5 separate regions of the Mus musculus genome follow, and all the other regions are linked to region 4. Evidence: chromatin contacts called from public HiChIP or PLAC-seq and promoter capture Hi-C data. All regions are on one chromosome and are shown on one strand. The core of a region is the stretch at or near the end of the contact, and the rest is flanking DNA. Distances in the headings are between cores, read along the strand shown. Region 1 holds the start of Cand2 (cullin-associated and neddylation-dissociated 2 (putative)). Region 2 overlaps Ift122 (intraflagellar transport 122). Region 3 holds the start of Efcab12 (EF-hand calcium binding domain 12). Region 4 holds the start of Washc2 (WASH complex subunit 2`). Region 5 holds the start of Zfp422 (zinc finger protein 422).

Region 1 (3,946 bases), core at 799-3,298, 430 kb before region 4:
GATTGGAATACAAATCCAATGTAAGATGATGCACTCTACAGTTAGAAAACGCATGCTTTCATTCAACACATGCAGGCTTCCAGAGTCCCACTAAGTGCTCAAGGAGTAAGATCTGAAACTCTGAACTGTAAACAGGGTTTACCAGAGGAGTGAAATAGCAACCTTTACCCAAATCAGTCTATTGTTATAAAAAATGAAAAAGGGGGCTGGAGAGATGGCTCAGTAGTTAAAACCATTTATTGCTCTTGCACAGGTCCTGGGGTCCCAGTATGCATGTGACAGCTCACAACAGTGGGTAACTACAGTTTCTTGGAGTCTATTGCCCTCTTCTGTCCTTCATGGGTACTGCAATATATATATATATATATATATATATATATATACACACACATATATATATATACACACACATATATATATACACACACATATATATACATATACATATACACACATACATATATACACACATATATATACATATATACATACGCATACATACATACACACACACACACACATATATATATATATATATATATATATATATATATATATATATACACACACATATACATATGTGTATGTGAGCAAGAAACTCCTAGATACAAAATACAAATAAATAATAATGATAAAATGTAAAAAATTCCAATTTTGTCTCCACTGTCATTTACTAAATAACTGCCTAAGGTGCCAAGTGATTGCTATATTTCTCCCTGGGAGTATTCACAGTCCCCTGAAGGGCTGTCTCCCCTTCTCATTCATGAAACAATGACTTTCTTCTGGGATGGCCACATAGGTGTGAGCGAGACAGGAGCAAGAAGACTAGGAGAAATGTAGAGGTCCCTAGCCTCCAAGGCTTGGGACTTTGTAGCCACTGTTCAGTCATCTAGAGGAAGAGAAGTTGGATTAGGAGTCGGAAATCAAAGATGTAGCAGATGTCTCATTTAAATCCTTCCTTTCTTTATCTTTTTTTCTAAAGACAGGATCTATGTAGCCAAGGTTGAAATTTTGATCCTCCTGCCTTCCTGCCTTCACCTGCCAAGTTCTGGAATTGCAGGTATGAGACACCCCAGCCCCCTAGATTTCCTTTTACCAACCTGAGGGTGTGGCTCTGTGGTAGAGAAGAACCAAAACAGAAATTTTAATACATTTAAGATAAAACTTTCTTAACCAGGGTCTTGGTGCATGCCTTTAATCTCAATACCTGGGAGAAAGAGGCAGGCAGGTCTCTGAGTTTGAGGCTAGCCTGGTCTACAAAGTGAGTTTCAGGGCAGCAATTACTATACAGAGAAACCTTGTCTCAAAAAACAAAAACAAAAACAAAAAAGAAAAAACAAAACAAAGCAAGAAAGATAAAGGTTTCTTTTATTCCTTTGAGTAACTAAAAATAGCCAGCAGAGGTTGTGTGACTCCCCAAGCTAGGTAGCAGAGATTTGAAGCGACACTTCCTTTCCAGTTTAAAGAGTCCCCCTAAAGATCTACGCGCGCGCGCGCGCACACACACACACACACACACACACACACCTCCTAACTGGGGAAAACTGTGATCAACTTTAGGGAACAGCTATTGCTCTCGGCTTTGGGAACCTGAAGTCCGTCCTTAATTCATCTCAGGTTCTTTGGCTGTGTGGAACCTGGTAGAATCTGGAATTGCCATCCCATGTCCCTGTTTGCATGAGTGCCATTGAGAGAGCAAAGTCAAGGGGTCTTCAAGGCACAATCGGGAGAAGGCGTGGTCAGGGCCGGGTGGTGAGCTGCTGGTGCCCATGCTGAGCAGAGCTGTCCAGGAGAGGGGGCCAGGCCCGTTACTTCAGTCCTGCTCGGGACAGGAGGGGAGAGAGAGAGAGAGAGAGAGAGAGAGAGAGAGAGAGAGAGAGAGAGAGAGAGAGAGAGAGAGAGAGAGAGAGAGAGAGAGAGAGAGAGAGAGAGAGAGAGAGAGAGAGAGAGAGAGAGAGAGAGAGAGAGAGAGAGAGAGAGAGAGAGAGAGAGAGAGAGAGAGAGAGAAGGGGCGTGGCCGGTGGGGGAGGGGGCGTGGTGGAGGGGAGGGGAGGCCGCGCCGCCATATTCGATTCGACCCGCAACCCCGCGGCGCAGCCAGCATGAGTACCGGTGCCTTCTACATCTCCAGCCTGCTGGAGAAGATGACGTCCAGCGACAAAGACTTCAGGTGCGCCCTGTGGGGGCTCGGGACTCGTTTTCAGGGGTCTCAGCCTGTCCCGGCCGCCCCTCTGCTCCCCTGCCCCCCCCCTGCGGACCCCTGTGGGAGCCCCCGGCCTCTTCGCCTGGGCCTGGCTGGGCCTGCAGCCCCGCCCCCAGCCTCTTCCCGCCTTTGCTGTGCTGGCCTCTCAAGTCCCCAACACTGGGCGCCCCCCAGGCTCTCCAGTGAAGTCCCCGTCGGCCTCTCTTTGGAACCCAGTGCAGTCCTCTTCTGACCCTCATTGAAACAGGCCGCTTCCCTGCACAACCTCCATCCAAGGCTATCTTCCGAGACCCACACTTCTGCCCGGTCTCTAGGTTACCCCATCCCCCGCACCCTGTACCCCTACCGGGTCTCCTAACCCTAACAAACTTTACTTTTCTTTCATCTCTTTCTTTTCATCCCGTGCCTTTTCTCCCTGGCCCCTCATCACCACCCCATCTTCCTTATTCCCCTCCTCTCCCAAGATGGTTTAGAGCAGGAAGCAAAGGTTGGGGTGAGGGCTATCTCTCTCCCCCATTCTTTTTCTCCTATCCTCCTCTCCAAACACCACAGAAACACAGGAACAGAGTTGGCAAGAGGAATGGGAATATCTGATGCAGCCCCTCTTGCAGGGGAAACTGAGGTTCAGTGATAAAAAGGGGTTGTTGGTCAGTTGTGGACCCTCAAGTCAACAGGACAGTGCACCATTCTGAGTCTTCTGTCACAGTAGTTATCCCTCCGATTACAAACAGGGAAAATTAGGTTCAGGGACATGAAGGGCCTGGATACAATGCTAACGGTAGGGCCAAGCAGAGTTGGAGGTGTCAGTGGGATTCCCAATCTAGCCAGTCCGGAGGGGCCAGAAGCCTATTTGTGTGGTCTGACCTTTTCCGTGTCCTGTAAATACAGTCCTCAAAAATCTCTGTGCAGCCCTAAGCCCCACAGTGGTAGTAGGGCTTGGGATCCTTTGCCCTGGCTTCAGATCTCGGCAACCATCACTAACTAGATCTGTAAGTGATGGGCAAAGTACTCCATGCCCTCTGAGCCTTAGCTTAGCTGTTTGTGCTTTAGGTAGCAGGTAAGTGCTTTGTGAATGGTTGTCCTGACTCTGTGCAGGGAAACGGGGCAGGTCCTGGTAGACTGTTCTTTGTTCTTTGGGCCCAAGTTCTTTCTGTTCTCCAGAAGTCTGGAGGGGGCTTTGACTTACTCAAAGTCACATGGCCTGCCAGAGTTGAGGGAATGACTCCTGGGCCTATCAGGGAGTTGGCTCTATCACTCAGGGCCTGAGAAGCCCTTTAAATCTGTCCCTGCCAGCAGCGTTGAGGACACCTAAAACCACCCTGAGCATATGAGAATGGTTTCTATTTTTAAAAGTCTGAATACCAAGAGCCTGAGCCTCCTCCCAACCCCCGCCCCCCACCAGCTGTCCAGGCACCATGTGTCCCAGTGTCCTATGGTGCTGCCTCTCAACATGGCAGGAGACCATGGCTTATGGTTCCCAGCGGGGAATGTCTGACTGGGGTTCCAGGCAAGGGACAGCCAGCCTTGGTTCTCAGTTTTATTTGGGGATCAGACTCTTGACAGAGAAAACCAAGAACTTGAGAGGTCTGACAGGGATGTCCAAATCCTTTTTCACTGAGGCAGTGCTGTTTGAGGATTCAGGTGACCTACCTCACGCTGGTGCTTCGTAACCTCTCTGAGCCTGCTTGCTCAGATTGACCTATTAAAACCCTCAAGGATGCTGTGGGAGAGGGGCAAAGACAA
Region 2 (3,950 bases), core at 780-3,279, 330 kb before region 4:
TCCATAGTTCCAGAACAACTGAAGCTACACAGAGAACCCTTGTCTTAAAAAGAAATTGCAGAGAGACAGTGAGAGGTGATGATCTGGAGGGTGGTAAGCCATTTGAGACAAATGAGCAGTAGGGTCCTAGGGAAGAAATGATGTGTTGGATGGGAGAGCACAGAGGACTGGCTCACCCTAGCAGGGACTATTTTTCTCTAGAAACACCGCCATTTGCCTAAAAACCCTAGCACATCTTCTTGTGCTGATCTGTGTGCCTGTTTGTGGGGAATAAAATATTCCTGCTCTCAAGCTTATAACAGAGGAAGGTGGGATTTGTAAAAGCATCTTATTAAGTGAAAGTAGTTGAGCTGGGGAGATGGCTCAGTGGGTAAGTGCTTGAGTTCAGATCTCAAGTACCTCTGTCCAAGCCTACTGTGATGCTTTGTCTGAGCTCCAGTGCCAGGTCCCAGGTCCCAGAGCTTGCTGGACAGACAGCCAAGCCAAGATGAAGAGCGCTAGGTTCAATGAGAGACCCTGTCTAAAAAATAGAGAGGGATAGAGGAAGACATCTCACCATCAGCTTCTACTTCCCAGAGCAAGCATCCCCACACACACCACCATGCATACACATGCAGCCAGACCCACAGTGTCTTAATGGCACTGTGCTGATAGTTTACAATTAATTTTTCAAAAAAGAGAATTCCTATGGCTTGAGAGCCACTAAAAAAATAAACAAACATGAGCTCTGCGCCAACTCCTGAAGCAGTGTTTCTCTCATTCCTACTCTCCCGGGGAAGGAGAAAACACGGGCTCAATATGGTTCCGATGTCACTGGCAGTCACTTAGCCAGCACCCAAGGAGTAGGGCCACTATGTGCAGAGCTTGAGTGCAAATATTCCCGAGGGAGGCTGGCAGGAAGGCTCCTGTGCTGAAGGCTTCCTGCTCTTGCAGTGGAGCACAGACAGAATGCATGGGTGGGGTGGAAATGTTTGAAAAAAGGGAGGGGAAGACTGGCATTTCACAGACATTTCCCTTTTCAACCTTGCTTAGCTACAGGGACTCTGGGGACTCATGTGACTGGGACAGCTGGGAATGAAGGAAAGATAAGACGCAGTTGGGAAAACTGGGAATGAAGGAAAGATAAGACGCAGTTGGGAAAACTGGGATTGTGTGGACCACAACTCTCCGGAAGCCCAGTGTGTTTATTGTATGAAGTTGAATATAGAGGCAGTATTCTTACTTACAGCTGAGTGAAGAAGCTGGATCAAGGAGACAGGTTTAGCTAATCTCTGTCAGAGCAGTCTCAGCAGGGCACAGTCTTCAGGCCATAAACATCTGGGAGGAAAGTTGTCTTGGACATTTTCTGCATGTATTGCCAATATCCACCCATGGAGCAGAAAGGGAAGGCTCTACCATCTCCCCCAGTCTTACTCGAAGCTGTGGCATCCTTGCTTGACACGAAGCCATGCGAGATTACACATTCACCCAGGACTCCATCCACTCACGGCTTCCTCTGCTCTCTGTGGATGCACTTGGCTGTGTAAATTTGGATGTGCTCTGTATTTCACGTAGCCGTACTTCACGGCCCAGGCAGGGTAGAATTGGCTTTGTTGTCTGTTTTGAGGGCACTGGACCACCTCTGGGGATTGGAGGGAGCAAGCCTGAACTGATCCAGTGTGCCATGCGCAGTGCACAGCTCACATACAGTCATGTGCAGTGACAGAGGCCTAGAAAGGGGACTCTCCAAAAGCGCACTCATTACTCATTTTACTTTTATTAGCTTAACAACGAGTTAGGTTGTTCGATGGTGGCACTGTCAAACAAGCCTCTTGACCTCATCCCCGCTCCCTTCCTGGTGTCCTCCCACTTCGTGTCTGTTGCCCTCTCCTCCCCAAGCCTCTTGTTCCCTCTCACAGTTTCCTACTAACTTCACTGTCTGTACCCGCTGTCACACCCTTTATTTACAAACACTAGAGGTTAGGCATGAGGGCACATGGTGTCTGTCTGTCTGTCTGAGATTGGGTCATCAGTGGGAAGCTTTACAGCTTCCCTCCTGCACTTTCCACTTCCTTAACTTATATTTTAATGCTGAGTTGGTCTCTGGCGGCCATGCCCTAGCTATGAGCAGCTAAGTTGTCCTTTTCTTTGGGATTTAAGCCCTGAAGAACTTGGCTAGAGAACTTCACCATCTACCTTTTTTCTTTTTTCTTTAAAAAAAAACAAAAACAAAAACAAAAACAAAAAAACAAAAAACAGTTGTAGATTCTCAGTACATTGCAGAGCAGTGCTGTGCATTCTTCACCCAGTTCTCCTACTGGGCGCCCAGTGGGTACCTAATGGGCAGTCCAGGAACCAGGGAGGTGGGGGGCACAGTGTGTTTTAATTCTGTCCTTCAGTCACATGTGCAGTGTACCACTACTGCAGTACAGGATCCCATTCCCATACCAGTGCCTGCCCCTTGATACCCACAATCCCAGGAGCCACAGATGTGTTCTGCAGGTGTGTGGTTGCCATCCAGTATGTTGTATTCATGGATTTCTATGGTGTCAAGCCTTTGGAAGTTGGCTTTTTCTTTTTCTTAACTCAGCATAAGACCCTGGAGATTTGAGTTTTGTATGAATGGATAGTTTAGTTTTCTCTATTGCTGAATAGTCTTGCTCTCTTTTCTATTGTCTAACACTGAAGGGTTATGGTCTCCTGAGCAGAAGTCTGTGTCCAAGCACAAATCCAGCAGCAAGATCACGTGCTGCAGGTAAGTTAGGGAGGCTCTGACAATAGGCATTGTGCTCCTTTCTCTCCCCAGCAGACTCCCACAGCCTCTGATTTCACCCACAGAGAAACTGTGGTGTTGGCCAGCTGGGATAGGCTTCCCGTGTTTCCCTTTTTCCTTCTCTGGTCTCCTTGATGGGAAAGGCTGGTGCCTTTGATAACCTTCATGGGAGACGGCATGGGCGTATGCGGTGGGAAAGTCAGACAGGAACCTCTGACGTTGGTGCTAGACTCAGACCAGAATCTGCATCCTGCCACTGATAGGCCGGTGACCTTGGGTGCTTACTAAATCATGGAGCAATGGTGATAACAATACCATTTCCCGAAACACTCAAAGCACCAGCAGGCCTAGGCGCTCTATAACTGAGCAGCCTTTGAAGGCACTCTGAGATTCAACATTTATTGAATGACATGTCAAGCCCTGTTTGAAGGCTAAAAAGGCATAAGACAGTCTGTTTACTGAGAGCCCATGGATTGGGAGGGAGTTGAACTGTAAAGCAGAAAATAGGGCCTAGTCATGAGTGCAGACTGCCGTGGAGATGTGTGCACAGTCAGGGGATAGATGCCATCTGGATTAGACATTCCTGCCTTAAGTTCTCCCTGATTCCAGATGTAAGTGGCAGTCTGAGCTGAGTCTATGTCAGGAATACGCGGGAGCAATGAAACCACAGCCTGGCTGCTGCCTCACAGTTTCTACCCTCTGTGTGCTCCTTCCCACCTCCCATGCCCTCCGTTGGTTGTGTGTGCAGCTGGACAAACGATGGTCAGTACCTGGCTCTGGGCATGGCCAATGGCATCATCAGTATACGGAACAAGAATGGTGAAGAGAAAGTGAAGATCGAGCGCCCTGGGGGCTCCCTCTCCCCAATATGGTCCATCTGCTGGAACCCTTCAAGGTACCCATGGCTGGGTTTCTCCTGGCTGGCACTATTAGAAGAAGCCTTCTGAGTTCCTTTTCTTTTCCTGACATCTGTAGTTTAAAGTCCTCTCTCCCACTTCCCTGGTCTGTTTGGAACCTGGTTTTTATAAATGAAGTTTTAAAAGAGCCTATATTGAAATTTGGAATGAATCCCAGAGATTTAGCCAAGCAGATGAACTATCTAGGCCAGGAGAGAGAGAGAGAGAGAGAGAGAGAGAGAGAGAGAGAGAAGAGAGAAGAGAGAAGAGAGAAGAGAGACTTCTTCATGAACTAATTGTGC
Region 3 (3,416 bases), core at 533-3,032, 370 kb before region 4:
AAGATGAGAAGGTGGAGAAGAGGAGGAGGGGGAGGGAGAGGAAGAGGAAGAGGAAGAGGAAGAGGAGGGGAGAGCTAGTTGTAGGAAATGTGTCACAAGGGGTGGGCGTTGAGTCTTGTTTTTCTTGAGATAGGGTTTCTTTGTATGGCCCTAGCTGTCCTAGAACTACCTCTGTAGACTAGGCTGGCCTTGAACTCAGAGATCTTCTTGCTTCTGTCTTTTGAGTGCTGGGATTAAAGGCTAACAACCAGTGCCTAGTGGCTTTGAGGTTTTAAAAGCCCCCATCAGGTGTTCTCTCTCTCAGCTTGTGTATCAGGGTATGGATCTCAGCTACTTTTCCATACCTGTCTGCTACCATACTCCCTGCCATGATGATAATGAACTAAGCCTCTGGAACTATAAGCAAGACCCCCAATTAAATGTTTTCTTTCATAAGAGTTGCCTTGAAGCCTTGTCTCTCTTCTCGGCAAAGAACAGTGATTAGCCTATCAGGTGTTATCCCAGCCACCCTCTTGCAGACAGGTGGCCTGCTTACCACCCACTCACTTTTCACACCACTTCTTTCTAGTGCTCTTCAGGACTATGACCAAGCAGTGACAGGCTGAGGCTACCATCCTGTCATTAGAAGAGATGGTGGAGTTGGAAGAGAAAGCGCTGAATTTCCACTCCTGCATGCACAGGTACACTTTCTGATGTCACTGGCTGACTTTGCTTCTGTTTGTACATTCCCAGAACGTCACTGTGGGCCTCGAATGCTGGATAAGACCCCATTTACTGACCCTTGTGTGTCTCCCAGGAGCACCTGCCTTAGAGCCCTCACTTCGCCTCAGAAAACACACTTGTTCTCCTTCCCTGACTCACACCTCAGCTGCTGCCTTCCTTTCTGGCCGTCATCCTGGGCTCATCCTGTTGTCCTGGTCACTCCTCTAAGTGTCAACACTCTACACCAGGCAGCTTCTCCCACTCACCTCCGTGCTGAGCACCCCCATCCCAGCACAACCATGCCATCTTAGTTGTTCTGAAAACATCTCACTTCTATAGTTTACAGGGTCTTAGGTGTCCACGACTAAGATTAAACGTGTCCCCTGGTTCCAGTCTCATCTAACCAGGTCCTGCAGACACTTTCCATCTCCATGAAGAGCACTGTCACTTACCAGCGTCTGTGATCGTCAAGCCGAAAGTCACACGACTTTTTCTCTCCTCGGCTTTCTGGGCCTCCCATAACCTGGATGATTTCTTTTGCTTCCCACTATGTTTGGCCAGGGTTTCTGCCACATTCTGACTGTGTGCTTTGGAAAGGTGGCTAGAGAGACCAGCATCCCACTGCGAAGCATTAGATGGGTGGGGAGGAGGTTTTCGGAGAGCATGGGTCTTCTGGCATCCAACTCTTCTTGTTTGTTTGTACCCTCCACCTCTCAAATTGCAAACCTTTGCCAAGCACTTGTTTGGGGGCAGACAGCTGACTGTCTCCTCTCCAGGTCTCTTTTTCAATATAGAACGCATTGTTGCCCAACTGAGAAAAATGCAGGTTCCCAGGCGCAAGAGCCTGGCTTTGATTCCAAGTCACGTGACTCAGCCGGGTTCTCTAGCTAGGTCCGGTCCGGGCATAGGAATCCAGGCCGTTTGTGACCTTCTGGAACTCCCTATCCCACAATGGAGACGGCACAATGAGGCTTCTAGCCTATCCTGGAGCTCTCCAACAGCTCTGCCGCCCGGAGCCGGAGGATTCCTGTAGATGGCGTTATGAAGTACGCCCCCAGTTTAGCCGTTTGGTGGAAATAAGCTTCAGGTTTTGCAAAAGGCTGCTCAACCTGCTGAGAGTAAGCCTCTGTTGTCATGACTATAGATGCCCTACACCGATTGGCTGAGCGCTTCCACTTGCAAGAAGGAGGCGGGAGAACCTTTCTTCCCTTCCACCTCCCAAACCCGGAAGTCAGGAGCTTCGGCGATTTGCTTAGCTCTGGCTGGTGCCTCCTTTGGGAAATCATACATATGTCCCAGTCTTCCCATGGCCCCCTATTCTGAAGAAAAAAAAAAATGTCCTATTTTCTTGTAAGCTGCAGGTCCTTCACAGATCTTATCTTCAGGCTTCACTTTTCTCATTTAAAAAAAGTATCATAACTCTACCCTGGGTTCTGAGAATCCTAGTCAGTCAAGGTCAAATAAAAGACAGGTATTTGGTGCTATGACTGGGTGTTATGGTCTGGAATCAACAGTTTTGGTGGCAACCACTTGTATCCCAGCGCGGGAAGATAGACGTTAAGTTTGAGGCCAGCTTGTGTTACATAAGTCCCAGGCCAGCCAGAGCCACTCAATGAGAGCCTATCTTTAATCAAAGCCAGAAACAGGTTAGAACCAGTCCTAATAATAAACCTTTGAAATCTCCACTAATAGGTGAACTATGGGGTGTGCATGGAAAGATACATGACCCACACTACATGGAGGAGTCTAGTAAACGGAAGAATCCAGACTCAGGCTCAGGCCTTACACCTGTTTCTTCGAGACAGGGTTTCTCTGTATAGCCCTGGCTGTCCTGGAACTCACTTTGTAGACCAGGCTGGACTCGAACTCAGAAATCCATCTGCCTCTGCCTCCCAAGTGCTGGGATTAAAGGCATGTGCCACCACGCCAGGCTCAGAAATGTCTTTGAGTTAGCTAGTGTTAGTGGCTGTAAATGTGTTAAACACAAAACAAAACCATTTAATTAAACACTTACAAAAATGTGGTCTGGCCAGGTATGGTAGTACACAGGAGGAGCTCTGTGAATTGGTGGCCAGTCTGGTCTACATAGAAAAATCCTGTCTCCAAAAAAAAAAAAAAAAAAGAAAAAAAGAAAAAGTTTTGTACTGCTGGGCACTGAGCTCTAAGCCTTGGGCATGCCAGGAAAACTCAACTGCTGAACTACCCACCTGATTCTAACATTTTAAACTGTAGGTCACAAAATAAAGATCAACATTTGAACAAGTTCTCTGTGCTGGGGACCATCTTCACTAGATTTAGCATCCTCCTGACTCCCCACAACCCGAGGCACTCGCTTCTACTGGCCCTTCTGAGCCACAGCCTCTGAACACTTACAAAACCATGACAAGGCACCATGGTTTCACTGAGATGCGAGGGAAGGCACGGAGGTCAGGCAACCTTATCTCCTGAAAAGAAAGAGTCGCCCTGGAACCCCAGCAATTGGCCAGACAGAGCTCCCCTTCAAGGCGACCAGGGAGAGGGGGGTTAAGTGGCCCTGCCCTGCAGCCTTATCTCATCTCATAGCTGACATTTGGGAAATTTGCTTTGCCACCTAACCTTGGCCATGGCCCAGGCATCCAAAGATTTCTCTGGACTCTGACCTGCTTGTGTCTGGATCTCCATCCTCACTTTGTCTTCTCTGCCATACTGTTAGCACTGTTCTCTTCCTGGGAGGT
Region 4 (3,446 bases), core at 507-3,006:
TACCTCAAACTGTATTCTAAACTCTATTAAAACTACTCTTAAGCTAACCTTAGTCAAACACCCTTCCCTAACACTAATACTAAGCTAAGACCAGGCTGCCTTCACACAAACATGTATCAGTTTAGATATGCCTCTTCAGGGTTGGGATAAAGAAATTGTGTGCTACCATACCCAGCTGTGTAATGAATATTAAGGCTGCCCTAATCCTAATTAAACCTTCATCTGTTACGCTCACCCTAAGACTAACGCTCTCCTAACCATAATTCACAACTATCTCAGCATTAACCGTAACACTAAATCCTAACTATAACCCTTCCTTTTATGAGTTGCTTCTGAGGTAATTTTTATTATAACAATAGAAAAATAACTAAGACAGCCACCTTAACCCTAACCCCCAAAATAGCACCATAACCACAATGTTAATCATAACCCTAAATCTAATGTCTATCTATAACACCTGCTCACCCTAACAGCAACACAGATACAATCACACTAATGCTACAGAAACCAACCTGAGCCTTTACCCTGGCTTTACTAGTTCACAGCTGACTACTTGCTCATAAGCAGTTAACTCCCCATTCCCTTCTTTCCTCAATCCCTGGCCCCCACCAACCTACTTCCTCTCTCTGGATTGATCCATTCTGGATATTTCATATAAATAGAATAACCTGTGCTCATGTATATGACTGACCTCTTTCAATTGAAGTATTTCTAGGTTAATTCATGCCCTATCATATATCAGCATTTTATTTCTTTTGGTGAATTGCGTGGTTCTACAGCATTTTGTTTATCCATTCGTCACCTGATGGACATTTAGATTGCTTCTGCTTTCTGGGTATGGATCAACACTACAGTGAAAATTCTTGCAGATTTTTACCTGAGCAGGTTTTCATTTGTCTTAGTTGCATACCAAAGAGAAATCTTTAATGAGGTTTCAACGGAGGTGGCCACAAAGCAAAATCTGAAAGTTGGAAAAATAATCTGCACAGGAGAAATGATAAGATCTAAGGTGAGCACTCACCATATACCAGGCACTATCTGTTTTAACACCTATTATCGCTTCTTTTTTATTTTTATTTTTCGAGACAGAGTTTCTCTCTGTGTAGACCAGGCTGGCCTCGAACTCAGAAATCCGCCTGCCTCTGCCTCCCAAGTGCTGGGATTAAAGGTGTGCGCCACCATGCCCGGCTGTATTGCTTCTTTAATATGCAGAAGAAAGCTTATAGAAGAAGCTAAGTAACTTGTTCTCGGGCACACAAAAAGGAAAGATAAGGGGTTATTTCTAAAAGTCAGTCTGGGCAAGACCAACTCAGAAAGGGGTCTGTTCACAAGGAAGTGCTAGTGGACAGCCAGGGGAGCTTTGGATTTCGATTTCTACCCCTCCACCTCCCGGCCTTGAATCTCAGCTGAGGGTTTCAAGAATTTCAAGCGGATCCACATTGAACTGAAACCAAACCGGTTAGCAGATGTACACATTGAGGGTCACTGTGGCCCTGGGCTAGTCTCACATCACATGCATAATCAATAAAGCCGCCGCACATCCAGGAAGTCGTCCTCCGCTCTCCTTCCTCTTCAGCTCCCACCTGGTAGGCCACGGGACTCCTCAGCATGGGCCCCACTGGTACCTTCCGCCTCTTTCGCACTAGCTGGCCGCTTAAACACCTTCTCTCTGGTCAAACCCAATTACCCAGGAGCTACTAACCCATAGCTCCCGATCAGAGGCTGCGCCCCAGGTCACGTGAGGACACCATCACGTGACGTGAACCATGTGATTACCACCGCGCTGGGTGGGCAGTGTAGTAGCCACTCCCGTAGTCACTTTGGAGCTTGCTGAGTGGCGGTGTCATCGTGGTGAGGACGGCGGCCCAGGAGGGCAGGGCTGGATCCTTCGCCCCAGACTCAGCTCTTCTTTTTGTCCTTCTCGCTGTAGATGAACCGGACGAGCCCCGACTCGGAGCGGCCTCCGGCATCCGAGCCGGTGTGGGAACGGCCCTGGTCGGTGGAGGAGATCCGCCGCAGCAGTCAGAACTGGTCTCTGGCGGCTGACGCCGGTGTGAGCGGGGGACCCGGGGCCAAGGGAGGGACAGAGTTGTAGTTACCCCTCCTCGGGGACACGCTTCCTCCAGTATTCAAAGGCGCAATCTCAGACACCGGGGAGGGCGGCCCTGTGGGCTTCTACCCAGCACTCTGCCGCGCAGACGCGGGTTTCCTTCCGTGCAGTGGCTTTTCAACCTTGCCCTCCACGCCATCCTGCTGAGCAGATTCTGTTTCTGCCCTCTCCAAGGACTGCTTTGTCTCTACGGAGGCCCTTCTGTATTAGAACTGGGGCTAAATGGGGCAGCACATATTTTTGAGTAGATCTGCTCACTTCGGGACCTAAGAGCTCAGAACTTTCATACAAGTGGGATTTGGGGTGTTTTGTCACACTATGTGGTCTCTGGAGCGTGACAACCAAACAGGGCTTTAAATCCCTGTAGAAATGTGATACTGGTTTTGTGTTCTGGACAAACTTATCTGATGAGCTTTCTTAATGCTTTCCAGGGTCACCTGACCTTAGATCAACAGTATCATCCCTTTTTCTTAACATAGGGGCAAAAGGGGAGGGGTTTTTTGTTTGTTTGTTTTGCTTTAAATCACATGTAGTGTTGATACTTGTGTATGTTTCTTTTCAAAATAGCTACTACAGTTTCTACAGGAATTCTCACAGCAGACTATCTCCAGGACTCATGAAATCAAGAAGCAGGTGGATGGATTAATTCAGGAGACCAAAGCCACACATTGTCGTCTGCATAATGTGTTCAATGACTTCCTCATGCTGTCTAATACCCAGTTCATTGAGAATGTGAGTTGTTTTATGGTATCTGACTTTCGAATAATCCCTTTTGGGGAGTAAGAACTATTGTCATTTATAATGATAATAAGGTTCTCTTCTAAGTTTTGGTGGATAGATTGGTTCTTGGTAACTGAAGCTCCTTTCTCTGAAATCAGTGTCTTTTATCAGTAAAGTTCATGGGTTTTACAAACCTTTAAAAACATCTAATAATAAGGTTTGCCTCGTGCTGGTTTTTCTGTTTTTAGTTTTGAGGGCAATTACCATTTGAGCAGAGTTGTGTGCCTCTCAAAAAAGCCACTGTGCTCATTCAGTATGGTCAGCTCTAAGCCTGGCTTGGCCTCACGTGCCCCACTTTTGCCTTCAGTCCCTAGAGACTTTATGTAGGTCCATCATGTCTCCCTCAGTTGTGTAAGTGAATGCAGATGTCTGCTTTGCATTTCGTCATCTACAGTTTTCTTTTTCTTCCTTTTCTTTTTTCTCCTTCTGTTTGTTTGAGACAGGGTTTCTCTGTGTAGCCCTGACCGTCCTGGAACTCACTCTGTAGACCAGGCTGGCCCGGAACTTACAGAAATCTACTTGCCTCTGCCTCCCAAGTACTGAGATTTAAGGTGTG
Region 5 (3,962 bases), core at 847-3,346, 420 kb after region 4:
CGACTCAAGCCCGAGTCGAAGCGAATGGCCACCCCCCATTTCTGTCGCTGGCGGGCTGTCTTGCGCTTGCTCTCATAGGCTTTTCCTTGGCTGGCGCTTCGAGAAATACCCCCTTTGGGCTTTCCTAACCTCATGGTGAGTAGGCAAATGTGTCGGCAAGAGATCCTACTGTCTTCTGAACTTCTGAACTAAGGTCTCATATCCTAGAGTGACGCAACTCGGAATTCCCTTCTGTAGAAGAAAAAGAAAAATACAGATATTTATTAGTTCAGCACTAGCACCTCTTCAATCTATCAAAACTGCATCCATGTGTAGCCAAAGCACACCTAGTACAAGTGCAATGACGCACTTTTAAGAGACAGGTGCTCGTTAGGTGATTCTAATGCCAGAGGTTAAGCTTAATCAGCATCATCATCATTTTGCAACGTTTCTGATTTTGGACAGGCAAAAGAGAAGACGAAGAAAAACATAAACCTGTTAGGGAGGAGCCACAGAGAGTATTTTGAAGGACTAAAAAGCAAAAGCAAGATAAAGTCTCAGAGAAGATACAAAAATAACTGCAAAAGATGATCAATATCTCTGCTAAACAGCATCTCAGGTCAATACTGGCTGTGCTAAATTTCTCATTTAATAGCTGCTACGTAAGATATCCAATTCAAAAGAAATGACAGATTATACTACACCTCCATAGATTCCTATCTATTCTTATTTGCTTGGTTATTTCTATAGATGATAACTTAGCAAGCGGAGTTGAAAATAGAAGCTAATCGGTAAAGAGAATTTCAAGTTTCCCAAGAGTCTTATTCAGAAAATACTAGGTGAGAAAAATCTGGAAAAAAAAAAAAAAAACCAAAACACTTTATTCTTCCTTTCCTAGACTATAGCACGCCAAGAAGGAGAGCACAACCAAAAGCTCTAAAATAAGTTTATTGCATTACATTTAAGGTTGTCTGGAAGCTGTCAAAACAACCCCTTCCACACACACACACTCCAAATAGGCGAGAGTGTGGGAGGTGTTCAGGCCTGCAAAGCCAGTCACTGGACTTCCAGTGTCTTAGGTTAGTTGGAAAACCTACTTGCAACTCAGTTATTTTTCTGAGTTTCCTTGCACACAAGCATTTAAAGTAAGTAAATAAAAACACAAATGACATCTTTTCCTGCCTTTTTTTTCCTTCGTCTTGATTTTGCTGTATAATAATCCTCCAAACGTAAGAGTGCCCAGGGGCTTTTCCTGGGTGTTTAATAATTTTATCTGCTACAATTGCAGCAACAGAAAGAGCAAACTGCACATAACACAGATCTACAGCAATCACTGCCCATAACCGTCTCGGTTATGTACAGACCACGTAAACAGGAGACACTGTGTGGGGTACCTGGTACTCAATAAATAGCTATAATGGTAAGCATACACTTTTAAACACATCTCTTTAAATACCGGGGAACTCACAACTGGTTGCAAACTGATCGATTATGGAATCTACCTATGGATGAAGTAATCATACTTACAGGTAGCCTATGTGTGCTCCTATTTTTAAAATAAAGCTGATTTAAAACCTCCTTTCGTGGGTTCGTAAACACAGGCCCGAAGCTCCTTTAGCTCCTTTACCCATCCCAACCCCGGAGCCGCCTCCGGGCCTGATTTCTCACTGTCCGACCTGGGGAGTCCATCGCCCCCTCGTCTAACGCCCGCCAAGTCCGGTTGTCTGATCGAGGTCCCCAGTAGGGGAGAGGCTGGGTAAAGCTGGGTGATGGAGCTCCAGTACTGGGGACCCGTCTAGCCGGCGTGCACCTGCTCCCTCACCCATTTACGGCAGCAACAAAGAGTCCGCCGCTTCCCTCCAAGTCGCTCACAATGGCCCGGTGCAGCCTACCCACCCGTACAATGGAGTCTTTCTCCTCCGCGGCGAGCGGAGGCGCCCAGGCCGAAGCCGACCCCAGCCCGAGGCCACCCGCCGGGCTCCGTGCAGCGCCGCAGCCCGACCCGACCCAACACCGGCCCAGGCAGACCCGCAGGCCCCGCGTACTCACCGCGCAGGCCGCCACGGTGCCCGCCTCGCGCCTCGCCCGCCGGAAGTGCGGGCTGCTAGCCGCGGAGCTGCCGGCCGCTCTAGGAAGAGGCGGAGAGACCCTCTATGGTCCCCGGCCCACCCCACCATATCCTGCGGATTCTTCCGGTGGTCCTTTTGTGTTCCTCTCTTACCACTCAGAAGGCAGAGCCAAGGACCTTAAGGCCTGTTACCCGCTCTCTTTCTATTCTGGTCGACCTACACAGAAACTGGCCTTTGTTAGATTCTGCTCACCACCCCCAAACCAGCCCGTTCCAACTTGTAAATTGCATTCTTAGTACTGAGTATCTAGTCTAGAGAAATAACTTCAGCCTAAGGTGTTACTTATGTTTTTCACGGGTCGCCTTATATCACCAAAAGGCCCGTGAAATTTCTGGAGGACACTGTCCGCACAGGCTGACTGATTGATTAAAACGGCGGTGGTGAAGAGAGGTTGGGATGTTGCAGGTCCAGAGCATAATTAGTATTCATCTTGGGATGCATCCATTCCTTGTCCACTTCTATGGAAGGATGTGCAACATCCTGACAGATAAAACACAAAATCCCATTCTCCAATCAAAAGGCCAAGAATACTATGTTAGATGACATCTATAGCTGAGATGTCTAAACAGAGCTCTAACCCACCTCTCTGATGTTTCTACAAATGAATTTAAAAGTATCTTGATTTATGGCTTTCTTTGTTCTGTTACTGTCAAACCTTCATGAATTTGGTTGCAGGTTGAAAGGCGGAGTTTGGGTAATCTAAATCTGTGTTCCCTGGGCCATCATCACTTGTGTTTGGCCTCTGAATAAAACTCATGACTTTGAGGAGAGAGCCGTGACTTTGCATCAGCCACTCCTATCAGAGGAAAATGAATGCGTTCAGTGTACTGGGCAGGAACCCCAGCTTGGAGAGGAATTCTGCTCCCGCTCACACTGTGAGTGAACAACTCGGTTTGGAAAGGCACACATGCTTCCTTCCCAGGGGAGTTCTAATGGCTTCAGATTCATCGCATTAAGGCAGACTCCCCTCACTGGCGACCTTGGCTGATCCTGGTGTCCATAAATGCAACTTCCTGCAGAGAAGCAGCACTCTTCTGCGCGGCTGGCCAGATAAGTGAGCTTCTGTGGTTATGGAGGGTTTGGGAGTGTCGTAGGTCCGGAGCCCAGTCATAACAGAGTTTGAGGTATCTCTAGCCATGGAAATAACCACTACTTTGCCCACTTTTGACCTGACATCCTGTGACTGACAGGTAAAAAATATTTTGGGATGTGCTAATTTAACAAAACTGATTTTCTACAACCAGAAGTCCAAGAGTCATCTGATAGCGGAAGCCTGCAGCTGAGGTTCCTCCATGCTGCTATAACCTCCCACTCCATGCTTCCACTAGTGTGTTCCAAAGTGTCTTGTTTTGCAACTTTCTTTATTCTATTACTATGAAACTTCATGAAACTGCTTCCATGTTGGGGCCTGGGATTTGAGGTAACCTAAATCTGTTTCTGGGCCACGGTCATTTATATTTGGTCCCAGCATAAACTCTCTTGACCCATTGACATGTGCAACTCTCCAGAGCTCCAGGCTCCTGGATCCGATTGCTTGGGATCCCGTTTGAATGCGCAGTGAGCATGGCACATCAAACGTTCTGTCCCTCGATAGTCTCCGCCCAGCAATTGACAACCGTGCCTTCACTCCAGCTGCTCAAGCCAAAATCCTCAATGTCACTCTTGTCATGGTCTCCCCTACTCTAAACTTACAAACAACCCTTCTGGTGCCATCTGGGGGTCTTGGCTGGGTGTTTTCTCACCAGCTAAAGAAATAAAAGAGAAAAAAATCCAAGACACAAAAAGGTAAAAAAAACAGAACAACAACAACCACAACACACACACATACACACACACACACACACACACACACAC

Evidence for each region. Promoter capture Hi-C pulls out the DNA fragments that hold promoters and counts their contacts. HiChIP or PLAC-seq counts read pairs in DNA pulled down with a chosen protein or histone mark.
Region 1: a contact with region 4 is called in a promoter capture Hi-C map of neutrophils, with 2.7 times the contacts expected there. The contact joins the promoter of Cand2 here to the promoter of Washc2 in region 4. A contact is called at or near these places in 2 of 39 promoter capture datasets (neutrophils and second pharyngeal arch cranial neural crest), 1 of 484 Hi-C or Micro-C datasets (CD8 T cells), 1 of 115 datasets of contacts at active chromatin or transcription factors (pro-B cells) and 1 of 9 other capture datasets (adipose tissue).
Region 2: an H3K4me3 HiChIP or PLAC-seq map of bone marrow-derived macrophages shows a contact between it and region 4, with 2.3 times the contacts expected there. The contact joins the enhancer-like site here to the promoter of Washc2 in region 4. A contact is called at or near these places in 9 of 39 promoter capture datasets (the C10 cell line, the HPC-7 cell line, hippocampal neurons and 3 more), 1 of 15 datasets of contacts at CTCF or cohesin (large pre-B cells), 7 of 115 datasets of contacts at active chromatin or transcription factors (bone marrow-derived macrophages, embryonic stem cells, pro-B cells and 1 more) and 3 of 9 other capture datasets (adipose tissue, liver and pancreatic islet).
Region 3: an H3K4me3 HiChIP or PLAC-seq map of bone marrow-derived macrophages shows a contact between it and region 4, with 5 times the contacts expected there. The contact joins the promoter of Efcab12 here to the promoter of Washc2 in region 4. A contact is called at or near these places in 6 of 39 promoter capture datasets (the 3T3-L1 cell line, the C10 cell line, the HPC-7 cell line and 2 more), 3 of 484 Hi-C or Micro-C datasets (B cells, CD8 T cells and LSK cells), 5 of 115 datasets of contacts at active chromatin or transcription factors (the 230-238 cell line, bone marrow-derived macrophages, embryonic stem cells and 1 more) and 4 of 9 other capture datasets (adipose tissue, liver, macrophages and 1 more).
Region 5: a promoter capture Hi-C map of embryonic stem cells shows a contact between it and region 4, with 2.9 times the contacts expected there. The contact joins the promoter of Zfp422 here to the promoter of Washc2 in region 4. A contact is called at or near these places in 6 of 39 promoter capture datasets (the C10 cell line, the HPC-7 cell line, embryonic stem cells and 2 more), 2 of 484 Hi-C or Micro-C datasets (LSK cells and nephron progenitors), 5 of 115 datasets of contacts at active chromatin or transcription factors (embryonic forebrain, embryonic hindbrain and embryonic stem cells) and 2 of 9 other capture datasets (adipose tissue and liver).

The regions. Positions count from the first base shown.
Region 1 is chr6:115,772,509-115,776,454 of GRCm38.p6, forward strand. It overlaps Cand2 (cullin-associated and neddylation-dissociated 2 (putative)), which reads left to right and starts at 2,049. Exons shown (of 15, transcript NM_025958.2): 1 at 2,049-2,170. The coding sequence starts at 2,103. Mir7660 (microRNA 7660) reads left to right here and starts at 3,149; the gene lies at 3,149-3,211.
Region 2 is chr6:115,877,977-115,881,926 of GRCm38.p6, forward strand. It overlaps Ift122 (intraflagellar transport 122), which reads left to right. Exons shown (of 29, transcript NM_001167763.1): 6 at 2,668-2,734; 7 at 3,501-3,647. Among named protein-coding and RNA genes, the nearest start is that of Ift122, 26 kb to the left of the region's middle. Within about 2 kb of position 2,030, at least 19 of the 459 cell types and tissues checked have an H3K27ac peak or open chromatin away from gene starts, as enhancers often do. A contact at or near this core is called in adipose tissue and bone marrow-derived macrophages, where this site is marked.
Region 3 is chr6:115,836,630-115,840,045 of GRCm38.p6, forward strand. It overlaps Efcab12 (EF-hand calcium binding domain 12), which reads right to left and starts at 1,783. Exons shown (of 9, transcript NM_001110506.1): 1 at 1,155-1,783. The coding sequence starts at 1,503.
Region 4 is chr6:116,206,277-116,209,722 of GRCm38.p6, forward strand. It overlaps Washc2 (WASH complex subunit 2`), which reads left to right and starts at 1,757. Exons shown (of 31, transcript NM_026585.3): 1 at 1,757-1,851; 2 at 1,931-2,053; 3 at 2,678-2,842. The coding sequence starts at 1,931. 9530062K07Rik (RIKEN cDNA 9530062K07 gene) reads right to left here and starts at 1,717. Exons shown (of 4, transcript NR_131013.1): 1 at 1,626-1,717; 2 at 878-981.
Region 5 is chr6:116,626,903-116,630,864 of GRCm38.p6, forward strand. Zfp422 (zinc finger protein 422) reads right to left here and starts at 2,097. Exons shown (of 2, transcript NM_026057.3): 1 at 2,029-2,097; 2 at 1-231. The coding sequence starts at 134.